Linked DNA regions of Zea mays: region 2 is linked to region 1. Evidence: chromatin contacts called from public Hi-C data. All regions are on one chromosome and are shown on one strand. Each heading gives the region's core, a stretch centred on a gene start, on an enhancer-like site or on the middle of the called end of the contact. The rest is flanking DNA. Distances are from core to core; before and after follow the strand shown.

The links. A called contact is a pair of places that touch in the nucleus more often than the background predicts.
Region 2: a Hi-C map of bundle sheath shows a contact between it and region 1, with 3 times the contacts expected there. The contact joins the promoter of LOC100281209 here to the enhancer-like site in region 1. A contact is called at or near these places in 2 of 25 Hi-C or Micro-C datasets (bundle sheath and tassel).

Annotation. Positions count from the first base shown.
Region 1 is chr1:180,859,581-180,865,555 of Zm-B73-REFERENCE-NAM-5.0, forward strand. No RefSeq gene overlaps it. Among protein-coding and RNA genes, the nearest start is that of LOC103640631, 35 kb to the left of the region's middle. Within about 2 kb of position 3,076, at least 19 of the 20 cell types and tissues checked have an H3K27ac peak or open chromatin away from gene starts, as enhancers often do. A contact at or near this core is called in bundle sheath and tassel, where this site is marked.
Region 2 is chr1:181,028,551-181,034,525 of Zm-B73-REFERENCE-NAM-5.0, forward strand. It overlaps LOC100281209 (K-exchanger-like protein), which reads left to right and starts at 2,369. Exons shown (of 1, transcript NM_001154128.2): 1 at 2,369-4,417. The coding sequence starts at 2,548. The coding sequence ends at 4,287.

The DNA of each region.
Region 1 (5,975 bases), core at 1,826-4,325:
TATTCGGATACAGTTCAGATAATACTGATATTTTCCACCTTTTTGTTGTAAGGAGTAAATAATGTATAAAAATTTAGCAATTTTTTGTTCTTATTTATAATAATGTGCTTGATAACATAAGAAAAGGTTACCATCAAATTTCATACATATCTATTTAAAATATTAAAATTTTCGTAGCTATTTAGACACTCGTTTTCATCCCTATTGGTTGGTGGTCGTGCTAAACTTGGGCACGAGCAGGAGCCATCAGATGGGCAATTAGAGAGGTTGGTAATATCATAAGTTATCTTGCTACTCATTGATTAGAGATCTCCATTGATTAATGATTACATATGAGAAAAGGATTACAAAGTCAAACATCCATGAGGATCATGACCTTATAGCTCCCTATCACCTCATGGTTGTGGTGGGTGTTCTAGCCTATGGTCCTAATCCACCTCTATGTATACCCTATAAGCGAACACTTGTGCACGAGTGTCTGGATTTGATTGAATTAGTCTAGCCCTTAACCTCCCCTAGTGTGTGTGAACATGGAATAGTTCCACAACTCCTATCTTTTATACTGCAAAATCTGAAAAGAGAAGAGAGGTTGCATCACCCTTTCATACGGGTTTTGTGTCCCGGAAGGTTTGGGGTTGCCGCTTTAGGGTTGATTTGGTGACAAGGAAATCACAGAAGGATTGGAGGGTTTGAGGGGGGAAATAAACTAATTTCCCGTCAATCCCCTCTAATCCCTCTGTGATCCATGGTCACCAAATGAGCCCTTAATGGTGTGAGGTCAGAGATAATAATGAACTCTGGACCAGCAAAAGGCCCCTAGAGTCTAAAGTTTATATAAATTTATGAAAGTAAAAAAATATTTTAATATTTTCGTCATTGTTTTCTAGAAAATATAATATACTTTTTTGAGTTTTCAATAAATAAAACATAAGTAAATATTTTTAGTTTGATTTATCGCCTCCATAGCTCACTTGACACCAGACTAAAGTTTAGCATGTATCGCATGGGATGTTTGAATGTCTATTACGAGTATTAAATATAGTCTAATCATAAAATTAATTACATAACTAAAGACTAAACGATGAGACAATTTGTTAATACCTCGTTTGGATGTAGATATTGGAGCACAAAATTGGGAATTGGAACCAGCTTTCTTAAATCTTGTTGTTTGGTTGCACGTGGAATTAAGATTTGGAATCTGAGGCCCAATTCTCTGGAATTGGACTATTACTAGAAGCCCTCTCTCCCAATACAAAACATCACCCCTCGGTATTGCGTGGAATTAGACTGCACAATTCTAAACGCCAATTCAGTGACATCCAAACAATAGAATTGGAATTACATTCATTTCAATACCATGCCTAATTTGGTATTCAACCCAATTCAAATTCAATTCCACCCTCTTCAATATCGACATCCAAACGGAGCACAAACTTAATTAATCCATGATTAGCAAACTTTTACTATAGCACCACATCATTGACTAATTAGACTTAATATGTTTGCCTTGTTGTTTAGTTTTTACCTTTACAGTTGGTGTTGTAATTAAAGTGTTTAATGTTTCTAACTGGCATAGTAACATGCGATGTGATACGGGCTAAAACTTACCACCGTGTAGTAACTTGCTAAAACTTACCACCGTATAGTGTAACAAACAGCCTCGTAGACTAAAGGCAACACCTAAACCGTCAGGTAAAGAAAAAACGACATAAAAAGGCGAGAGGGAACCAAAATCAGGTTGTACGTGAGAAGCACGATGGAACGGACTGGACATGTTTGGTATAGCTCCATTTTATGATTCTATAGCTTTCGATAGCTAGTTTTTGTAGTAGAGTGATTTTTGAGTAATTCTCCGGCATAGACGAGTCTATCTAATGGAAAATGTTTGGCAAACGGTATGTAAATTAATTAACGAAGGGTTAGAGATAGAGAGCAAGTGGGTAGCGGTGGGGAGCAGATTATTTTTACTTCCAACTCTCAACGGAGTAGCCAGGTTGGTTTTTTTTCGTTCCGAGAGTGATTGCTGAGACTGACTGCAGCGGTCGACGCTACCGCTCTCCCTCCCTTTGCATGTCGGCTGTAGGGGGCACCCTATGGCCACAGCGGTGCCCCTACAGCGCCCCCTACGTGTCGGTTCTCTTCTCTCTCCCCAGATCTAGCGTGTCACTGTTCATCATCCTAAACACTGTGCTGTGGGTCCACGAGTAATTGTTAGTAGATAAAAAATTGATAGTTGGTATAGAAAATGATATTTTATAGTGGTAGTGGGGTATAGAGGGAGTATTTAGGGGGAACCGCTGCGGGAGATGAAAAAATAGGAGGAAAAATAGGGGGGAAAATGATATAGGGGGAAAAATTTAGAGGTAACGGTTGCGGATAGCCTGAACGTGAAGTTGCTACTGTTTGGGGCCCACAGCGGGGCTGCTAGTTCCAAGATCCAATCGCGGCCATGCATGGGATTGCCGCCACTTTCACCGCATTGGCGCGTCGTGTCCGTCCGTGTGACTGCCATCCCGTGTTCACGTAGAGACAAGGCCACGTGAGGCTCTGCCATTGGCCCTCCCCCATCCGGTCCGCCACTGTCAGTCTACCTCCCATCATCCGTGTGGCCCAAGCCCGCGTTAAAAAAATGAGAACATTGTTTTGATAAACGACCGCACTACATCCTAGTGGTCGATGCCTGCGATTGCTACGGTTTTAATCTAACTATAGCTACAGATTCTATAATATTTTGTCTTTATAAATTACAGTAGCAGCAGTATGAACAGCTGCGCCTATAGTAGCCGGTGAAATAAATATGCACTGCCTTTGACTTGTGCATTATATTTATCCAACCTCGATCCATGAGTTATATGATCCAGTTTATGCACGTTGGTAGCTATAGAAGCATATAATGTCCAGTAGGTGCACCAAGGTTGACTGAAGAGTACTACGTATTGAGGAACATATTACTAACTGATTCTTTCTTTTGTACTCTGAAAAAAATGAATAAAAGAAAAATGAACGGTGCAAGTAGCGCGCGCGGCACTATCTCACCAACCCCCAACCACGCCCCACCTTTTTTGTTTGTTGTTGCTGCTGTGTCACCTACCTACTCCGCCGATACCCTCCAGACGTCTCCGTCTCCGTCTCCACATGTGTTTTACTCACTGCATGAACCGCTACCGGTTCTCACGAGGCGGCCCTCATCATTTCGATTTGGCAAATGCATGGAGAAAATTGGAAAGAAAGAAAGAAAGAAAGAAAGCCGGCGCTTAAACACACGCTGTCCGAGCCGCTGCATGCAGATACGTCCAAGCAAGTAGCGACCACACTGAAATATCTGCCGGTAGCTGCCATGCCACGCGCTGCTGTGCTGCATCGATCGTGGATCATGCATGCACAATAATCACCACGAGATGAACATGCGGCGAAAGAGATCGAGCGAGACAGGCTGCTTTCTGGAAAGCGTACGTCTTTAATCCTGCTTCGCGCACAATTGGTGGCGTGCATAATAAAACCCTTCTCTTCTATTACGAAGAAAGAGTGCGATCTGCAGATCTTAACAGACAGTTTTGGTGAAGCACCAATCAGATTCAGAGGTAGCTAGGTGTCCGCTGTCCAAGTGGTCCCCTCTCTCAACCACCACCTGCACATGCCCGCACATCAAACGCCATGGTTTTGCCATCGGTCTTAACCTCGATCGATCTTAACCTGTATGCCTTCTTTAAATGCATTAGATCTAACAGTAGTTGCAGACATCCAAACAGCCCGACCAGCTATTGTCTAAAGACATCCAAACACCCCTGCTGGCTAATAATGTAGCTAACTATTTAGTTGTACCTTCAACTACCCATTATTCCATTGGCTGGTTCAACCCAACTAGGACTGGCTAGTATTTAGACAGCTGCTAGTTAGCCAGCTAATTCCACTCATAATTTTTTTAGCCAGCTAACTATTAGTTTTAGCGCATCCAAACATGTTCTTAGTCAAAGAAGCGGCACATGGTCTCAGAAGCAGATCGTCCCAGGTCGATCGAATGTAGGAACATCACCGTGTAAATTCTACTTGCAATTTTTTTTTCTTAAGTATAGACGAACCAACATTTCAAGTGTTTCTCGAACTATTTTTTTCAGCGGAGAGGGTTATCTACATTGTACTCGGTGAATTGTCGTGCCATCATGTCATCTAACCAGCATATCACTTCCTAACAGCTCTTAGGTTCAACACGCCGGATCGTCGTCTCCAAGGTACTCAAAGACGTAATTTTCTTTGTTGCTGCAAGGGCCAGATACATCGCTTAAGGAAGCTAGCAGGTGGCAACTATACTAGCAGCGGTCAGCCCTACTTCCTCCAACGCATTTGTCTTCTAGAGTAGACCGACCTATTCTTAGTGTTGATTGCTCATTTCTTGATGCGCAGGGCCCGTAGCTGTAGCTGTTCTTCGGCTGAGACGTCGATGACTTCGTCATCTTCTGTTGCATCCTCGCCCTCTGGTGGAGCGAAGCCTGGAGGTGGTGCTTGTGGTTGTCCTCCGGAGCTGCACGTGCGTAGGGTGTCTTCGGGAGTGGGTTGTTCGTTGCGCTGTCTCTTGCTGAGAGCTTCGTCTTCGCAGGCTTCTTGGGGTGTTATCTGCGAGGGCCTTGCCCTTTTTCTCGGCTAGCAGTGCTGCCTTCGCTGCTTCGTCGATGGATGGGGCTGCCTTCGAACTAGCTCTCTTGGGTGCCATCACGGGTGGTTTGTTCGTAGCACGAACGGTGGGCACCAAATGTTGGAACTTGCTCTCCTGGGCAAGTGGATCCAACAGGAGAGTGGTGAGAGTGCACGTAAGGTTTAATGATGAAAGACAATAGCTCTGTTAATCTGGCCTCTCAAGGGCACTGTACGGGGGTATTTATAGGTACCCGAGCGTCGAACGTCCCAAGACAAGGACGGTTATGTCCTCGGGTACCCGGATTATCCCCAGAATATTCTCATAAAGGAGGGTTACAGACCGTCATTACAGAAAAGCTATTACAGATGAGGCCCGTAACTTGCCTGCCCACGCGGGGCCCGTTACAGTGGGCCAAATTCCACGTGGGCCTCCGGGCGAGATGAGGGACGTGGGACCGGCGGACTTCGTCAGGGGTCTAGCCTTCGTCTTGCGATGGAGAGGACGAAGGGCGACCGCGCCAGCCGTCACGCGTCTGTTGATGTGGCGACGCGACGAAGGCTTCGCACGAAGGGTAGCGTCTTCGCCTTCGCCCCAACACAGATCTTCTATTCCTTGTTTGTGTTTAGGAGGCTATAGGTAAAGTACTCGTCTTTCACCTCAACACAAAGCTAGAAGGCAGCCCCACTAACTATGATATATAGGGGCCTTGGCACTAGGTTGGGGTTAGAGGCAGAAGAGAGCGACACTTGAAGCAATTCCAAGGAAGGACTCGTAGATGCAGAGATATATAGATCGCCAATGGAACTAGGATTGGAATGGTTGAGGGTGATAGAGTAACAACCCTCGCAAGACATTAGAGGCAGGTAGCCTGAAACCTTGATAAGAGGAAGAAGTCTAAACTACTATTTCACATATCATTGGAGAAGGGAAAAGATGGTCCCTATGCTCTTTCCACTCGCCATTGGCCTTGTCACGGAGTATTATGTTAGATGCTTGGGCAAGCATATCTAGTCCCTTCATCCTTGGTGGCTCTTAGGCAATGAAAAGGTTAGGCGACGCTAACCCGACCCCCGTCTTTGTTAGCTTTGACTTTGTTGCTCGACCGTCTTCATCGTTGTGCTGATGTATGCAGGAATCTTCACTCACATTCAACAGGGCGATCACAAGTTAGGGCTTATGTGTTTATGGCACAAAAGATATGGGAACAAGAGATCGAGGAGTGCAAAGGCTAGAAAGCATATATAAAAAGGGTGAAAATCATTTACCCCATCGTCTATTTATAAATATACTCAAGAGGTGTCTTCTCATGGAGGCTACCTTTATGATCTCAATGGATGGAACT
Region 2 (5,975 bases), core at 1,119-3,618, 170 kb after region 1:
ATTTCTACAGCTCCAGATACACCATATCATGGTGATGATTGTCTCCATGAACCATGGTTGCGCCAGCTTCCTTCTCATTCTTTTAACCGCCAGATGGAGGTTAGTCGAGCGTGTTGGTGTGATTCCCACAATTTCGTTTTAAGGATATACTAGTTTTAAGTGTCGTTTGGAGTTGGAAGGCACATAGAGTATTTTTGGATCTTGTTTTTCCTTTGACCATACTATAAAGGAGAGGGGGTATAAACCATTACCTTGACCTAGGTAAGTCTAATGAGTTTAGTGTGGTGCACACTAGTGTCTTTAGCTCTAGGTAGGCTAGATTAGGCCCCAAAGTGTGGATCAAACCCTATTCCCATGTTTTTAGAGTTTGAAGGGTTTTAGAGGTGTCAGACCTTGAGCTTCAGGATGGTCGGACCGATGGTGATGGTTCGATGCCTCCACGTGTGAGAGCTTGATCGTTGGACTCTGTGAAAACACTAGATTGTCAGCCAACTGTGATGGTTCGACGCCTCCACGCAGACAACCTGCGAGAGCTTGATCATCGGACTCTGTGAGCAATAGATCATTGGACAAATAGTGATGGTCTAATGCCTCCATGTAGGCAACCTGTGAGAGTTTGATTGTTAGACTCCACAAAAAGTAGATCGTCGGTCGGACCACTGCATATGTTGACGGTCCGTGTAAACAGATAAGAGAGTTTTATGTTGCTTAGGACTCGTCCGATGGTGGTCATCGGACCATAGGACACAACTGTAGTAGCTAGGGTTCTTTCTATACGGTTATTGGACCATGTGAATAGTACTATCTTGGGACCAATGGGCTATGGTTCGACGTCTCTTTGTTAAGTGACCAGAGACGGTTTCACATGTGTCAAACTGATCAGACGGTGAGTGAGTGTGCGACCATACGCTCAGTGCAGTAACTCAAACAACTAGTACTGACATAGGAAGTACACGATTAACATCGTGTTTCATTGGGAAAAAAAAAGGTCTCGTGCCCCCAGCTCCGGTAAACAACTCTGTCCCTTCCAACAAGGCAAGGCAGAAGCAACTGCTTCGCTTGCAGATCTCGGCGGCGGTTGAGGCAAACATGCGTGGAGAATCTTTGCAGCTTATTAGGCTGACCAGCTTTTGAGGATTCTGCTAGAGATATTAGTATACGCTGCACTGGCACAGCAAATCCCTGATGGAGAGATCCTTGGATGATCGATCACGCACGCGCGCTGTGCTGGTTGGACCATCTGAATGAATTATTTGCTGAGAAGAAGCAGAACGCTACACACGATCTGCAGTGAAACTCGCTCGCAGCTGGTCTGGCGTGGATGGTCACAGTCACAGCTGGTCTTTTGTCCTGAATCCTGATTCCTTTGTCTGCATTCTCTGCAGCAGGCATCATCATCACCTGGTTAAGCGATCAGTTTCTGTCCATGTCTGCCCTCCGTCTTGGAAAAACAGATGACACAGTTTAAGCCCATGGTCTTCACTGCCTAAAACCTATCATGCTTTACCTAACTTTTTTCTATCTAACTAAGATTAGTTCTTCAATTCGACCGACAGACAACTAGTTTTAAGCCGAAAGCCGGCATGTCTTTTTTTGATAGAGATAGTATCTTTTGTATCTGAATCGATCCTCTGTCCGGATCATCATCATAGGTGAGCGAGAGGCGTATCGTCCACTAGCTTCACGAGTCGGATCGGAGGTAGCAACTACAGAGACGTACGGGAAGACGACACGATGCAATAATGTACGTACGTACGTACGCGAAACGAAACTGTAGGTGCGCCGACGAACTTTTTTCCGTGACAGCAACCAGTGAGTGCCGGCCATTGGTCTGGTTCGGGTTCTTGCTCCATTCCTGATTTCTCAGCAGTTAGCACTGACTGAGCTCGCTTTCCTGATTCCTCGTCCTCCGGAAGAGACAGGCATGCATCGCGTGCCACCGTGCTAGGCTCCTAGCTATAGCTCCTACCGCTGCGCTGCAATGGACGACGATGACTACTACTGCGGTACTGCCGGACGCAGGTCGCCGCGCGCCGCCCAGTCACTGCATTCTTGTCTCGACCTTGCTTGGCGGTGGCAGTCGCGGCTTGACCTGTCGACAAGGCCATTGTTGCTATTATTATTATCGAGAACATATCCTAAACGAAAAGGAGGAGAAGGAAATGAGAAGATGAAGGGTGAGGAAACAAGCAATTCATCTCGCACGGATTAGCACAAAACAAATCGGGACGAGATGAGGTTGGCCGGATCGGAGGAGGCGAGAGAGCAAATCAGTTGCAATCAGGGCCGGGGACCTCGTGAGCTGCCACTTGTCCTTTCCCCATTATTTTTCCTGCCAAATTCCACACACGCACGAACCCTGGAGATCCGTCTCGTTCCTCCACGAGCACGAAGCAAAATGCACTCCTCTCTCTGTCTCACTCTCATCTGAACCCAACCCACACCGACCGGTCGGCCGGCCAAGAAGAAGACTCACCACTCATCAGACGCGCAGGGAGGCAGGGAGCCATCATAGTTCCTCATCGTACTCACTCACTGCCCGCCTCCATGGCGTCCCTGCGCCAGCTCCACAAGTGCAGGCGCAATGCCGCCGCCACCGCCGCCTTCCTGCTCACCCTCCTCTCCGTCGCCGTCGCGCGGGACCACCGCCCCGGCGTGGGCCGGAGCAGCGAGGCGGAGCTGCGGGCGCCGGCGCCGGCGCCCGCGCAGGCCGGCCGGAGCTGCGAGGCGCAGCTGCGGGCGCTGCCGGACCACGCGGCGCGGTGCCGGTACCTGTCGTGGGCCTCGCACCCGGCGTGCGCGCCGCGCGGGTACGTGCACTACCTGCGCCTCTTCTACTGCGCCTTCGGCGGCGCGCCGTGGCTCGGGGCCGCCGCGCTCGCGCTCTGGCTGCTGCTCCTCTTCTACCTCCTCGGTGACACCGCGTCCCAGTACTTCTGCGCCGCGCTCCAGGGCCTGTCCGCCGCGCTGCGCCTCCCGCCGGCCATCGCGGGCGTCACGCTCCTGTCGCTGGGCAACGGCGCGCCCGACGTGCTCTCCAGCGTCGTCGCCTTCGCGGCGGCCGACGCCGACGCCGGGGACGTCGGGCTCAGCAGCGTCCTCGGCGGCGCGCTCTTCGTGTCTACCGTCGTCGCCGGCGTCGTCGCCATCGTCGCCTCCTCGTCCGGGACCCGAGGAGGCCCCGTCGAGATCGAGCGCGCCGGGTTCGTGCGCGACGTCTGCTTCCTCCTCGTCGCGCTCTGCTACCTCCTCGCCGTGCTGCTCACCGGCTCCGTCACCGTCTGGGCCGCCGCCTCCTTCCTCTCCCTCTACGCCGCGTACGTCCTCCTCGTCTGGACGTCCCACTGCTGCGCGGAGGACGGCACGACGAAGCCCGCCGTCGACGACGTCGCTGCCGCGGGTCCCGATCCCGACCTCGCCGCCCCTCTCCTCGCCGAGGACCCCGACGAACCTCCCGCGCTCCCCATCTCGTCCAAGCACGCCGAGGCCGCCGCACCGCCGCGGCGGGGGAGGAGCAGCCTCGCGCGCCACGCCCTCCACGCGCTGCAGTGGCCGCTGTACCTGCCGCGTCGCCTCACGATCCCGGACATCGCGGCGCACCGGTGGTCCAAGCGCTACGCGGTGGCGTCCGCGCTCCTCGCCCCTCTCCTCCTGGCGGCGATCTCGTCCCCCTCCAGCCCCGCCGCCGCCCTCTCCGGCGCGGTGGCCGGGACGGTCCTCGCGGCGGCGGCCGCCCGCGGCACGTCCTCCTCGTCCCCGCCCGCGGGCCGCTGCCGGCGCCTCCCGTGGCTCGCCGGCGGGTTCCTCATGTCCGTGCTCTGGTCCTACTTGCTGGCGCGGGAGCTGGTGGCGCTGCTGGTCTCCATCGGCCTGATTGCCGGCGTGAGGGCGAGCGTGCTGGGCGCGACCGTGCTGGCGTGGGGCAACTCGCTGGGGGACCTGGTGGCCGACGTGGCCATGGCCATGCACGGCGGCCACGGCGGGGCCCAGACCGCGGTGTCGGGCTGCTACGCGGGCCCCGTATTCAACACGGTCGTGGGCCTGGGCCTGTCGCTGACGCTGGCGGCCGGGGCCCGGTTCCCGCGCCCGTACGCGATCCCGGCGGACGCGTCGGCGTACCAGGCGGCAGGATTCCTTGCGGCCGGGCTGGTGTGGGCGATCGTGGTGCTGCCCGCGCGAGGCATGCGGCTGGACAAGGTGCTTGGGGTGGGGCTGCTCCTCATCTACCTCGGCTTCCTCGGAGTTAGGCTAGGCTCTCTGTCTCTCGGAGGAGCAAACGGCTCATGATCCATCGTCTCTTCTTCTTCTTTGGGATCCATGACACTCTTGGGTGGTGATGGATGCATGGCCAGAGTAAATTATTGGAATGTCAATTCTTGGAGACATATACCTACATGCATATATACATGTGAACATAGACCCTCTCCCAAACCAAATGTACATAGCATATTCGTCTTCGCAAGAACATTTCAGCTAGATTCCTAGAATGGTGCCTGTCCACCCAATTTTGAGTCTGGCTCACTGACCACGTATGTTTATTTTTGTTTTTGGCTAATTAAGCTCGATCTGAGTGGTATCATTTGAAGTGTATCCATGGTTAAATTACAAAAAAAAAACTTGATGTCGTTACAAACTAAATTGAAATAGAAGACCAAAAGACATGTTATTGTAAGAAAAATCCAGTTCAAACACAAAACAATACAAATGAAGTTCAATATCCCGTTTGGACCCGCTTATTTACCGATTCCAGTGGCCAGAAGCTGCTTTTGGGGTCCAATAGAGATGGCAATGGGTAAAAACCCGCTAGGTATTACTTGCCCAAACTCATACCCGCGAAGAAAAAATACGCCCGCTAAAAACCCATACCCATGACGGGTATAAAATTTTGCCCAAACTCATACCCATGCGGGTTTCGGGTACCCAACGGGTTTCCCATACCCACTAACATCAACATAAAAAAATAATTCATCATGTAAATGACAATCAATACATTAATAAGCTAGCATAAAAGGAACAAGTGATAACTAATTTTAGCCTAAAATTTGTTACATGAAGTTTATTTCAATTAGAACATATTCCATTAATAATATTATGAGACATATTTATAAGGAATGTTTATTTTAAGGCGGGTTTTAAAAACTCATGGGTTTGCGGGTATGGATAGTGGAAGAACAAACCCATGACCATGTACCCGTTGGGTTTCCATTTGAACCCATTAACAAACCCATGGTTAGAGAAATTGATCCAAACATATACCCTAATAGAGCAAAAACCCACCGGGTTTCGGGTAGCGGGTACCCATTGCTATCTCTAGGTCCAAACGCTCAGCTTCTACCGTGGCTTCTTGGAGAAGTGCTTCGCCCATAATCTGAGTTTCAACAGCAACACAGAAGCGGTCGAGGGCGCGCGGCTGGGACAAGTCGCATGATTCTCGCTCAGCTTTACCCCATACCCACTGGGCCCCCTTGTTTTTTCTTAACTGTAGATGAACTATTGCATGACATTTGAGCTGAGTTCTCGTAAAATTATTTGGTCGGTTGATTTTATCAACGAATTGGTACAGTTGCAGAAACTGTAAGTCTTGTACTCTTTGTCGTACTTATTGTGAAGTAGCATGCTCCCTTTTATTCGAAAACCAATGACAAGTTAGTTATTAAAAATGATGATTAACAGATATCCTCTCTGTTTCTTTTTAGTTGTCGCTGGATAGCGCAAAATTAAACTATCCAGCGACAACTAAAAGAAACTGAGGGAGTATGTTGTAATAGACAACGCATGGGACAATTTCCAATTAGGTGCTCATTATTACGATAATTTACATTTTATCATATTTATTGTTAGAATCTGTTCTTTAAAAAATCTAACCATCTAAACACCAGAAATTGCTAATGCGTTAGTGTCGTAGTTACTTATGTGAACCAATGCATAGTTATGGTGTAATGGACATATCTGTCTAATTGTAGTCAAGTGTTGAT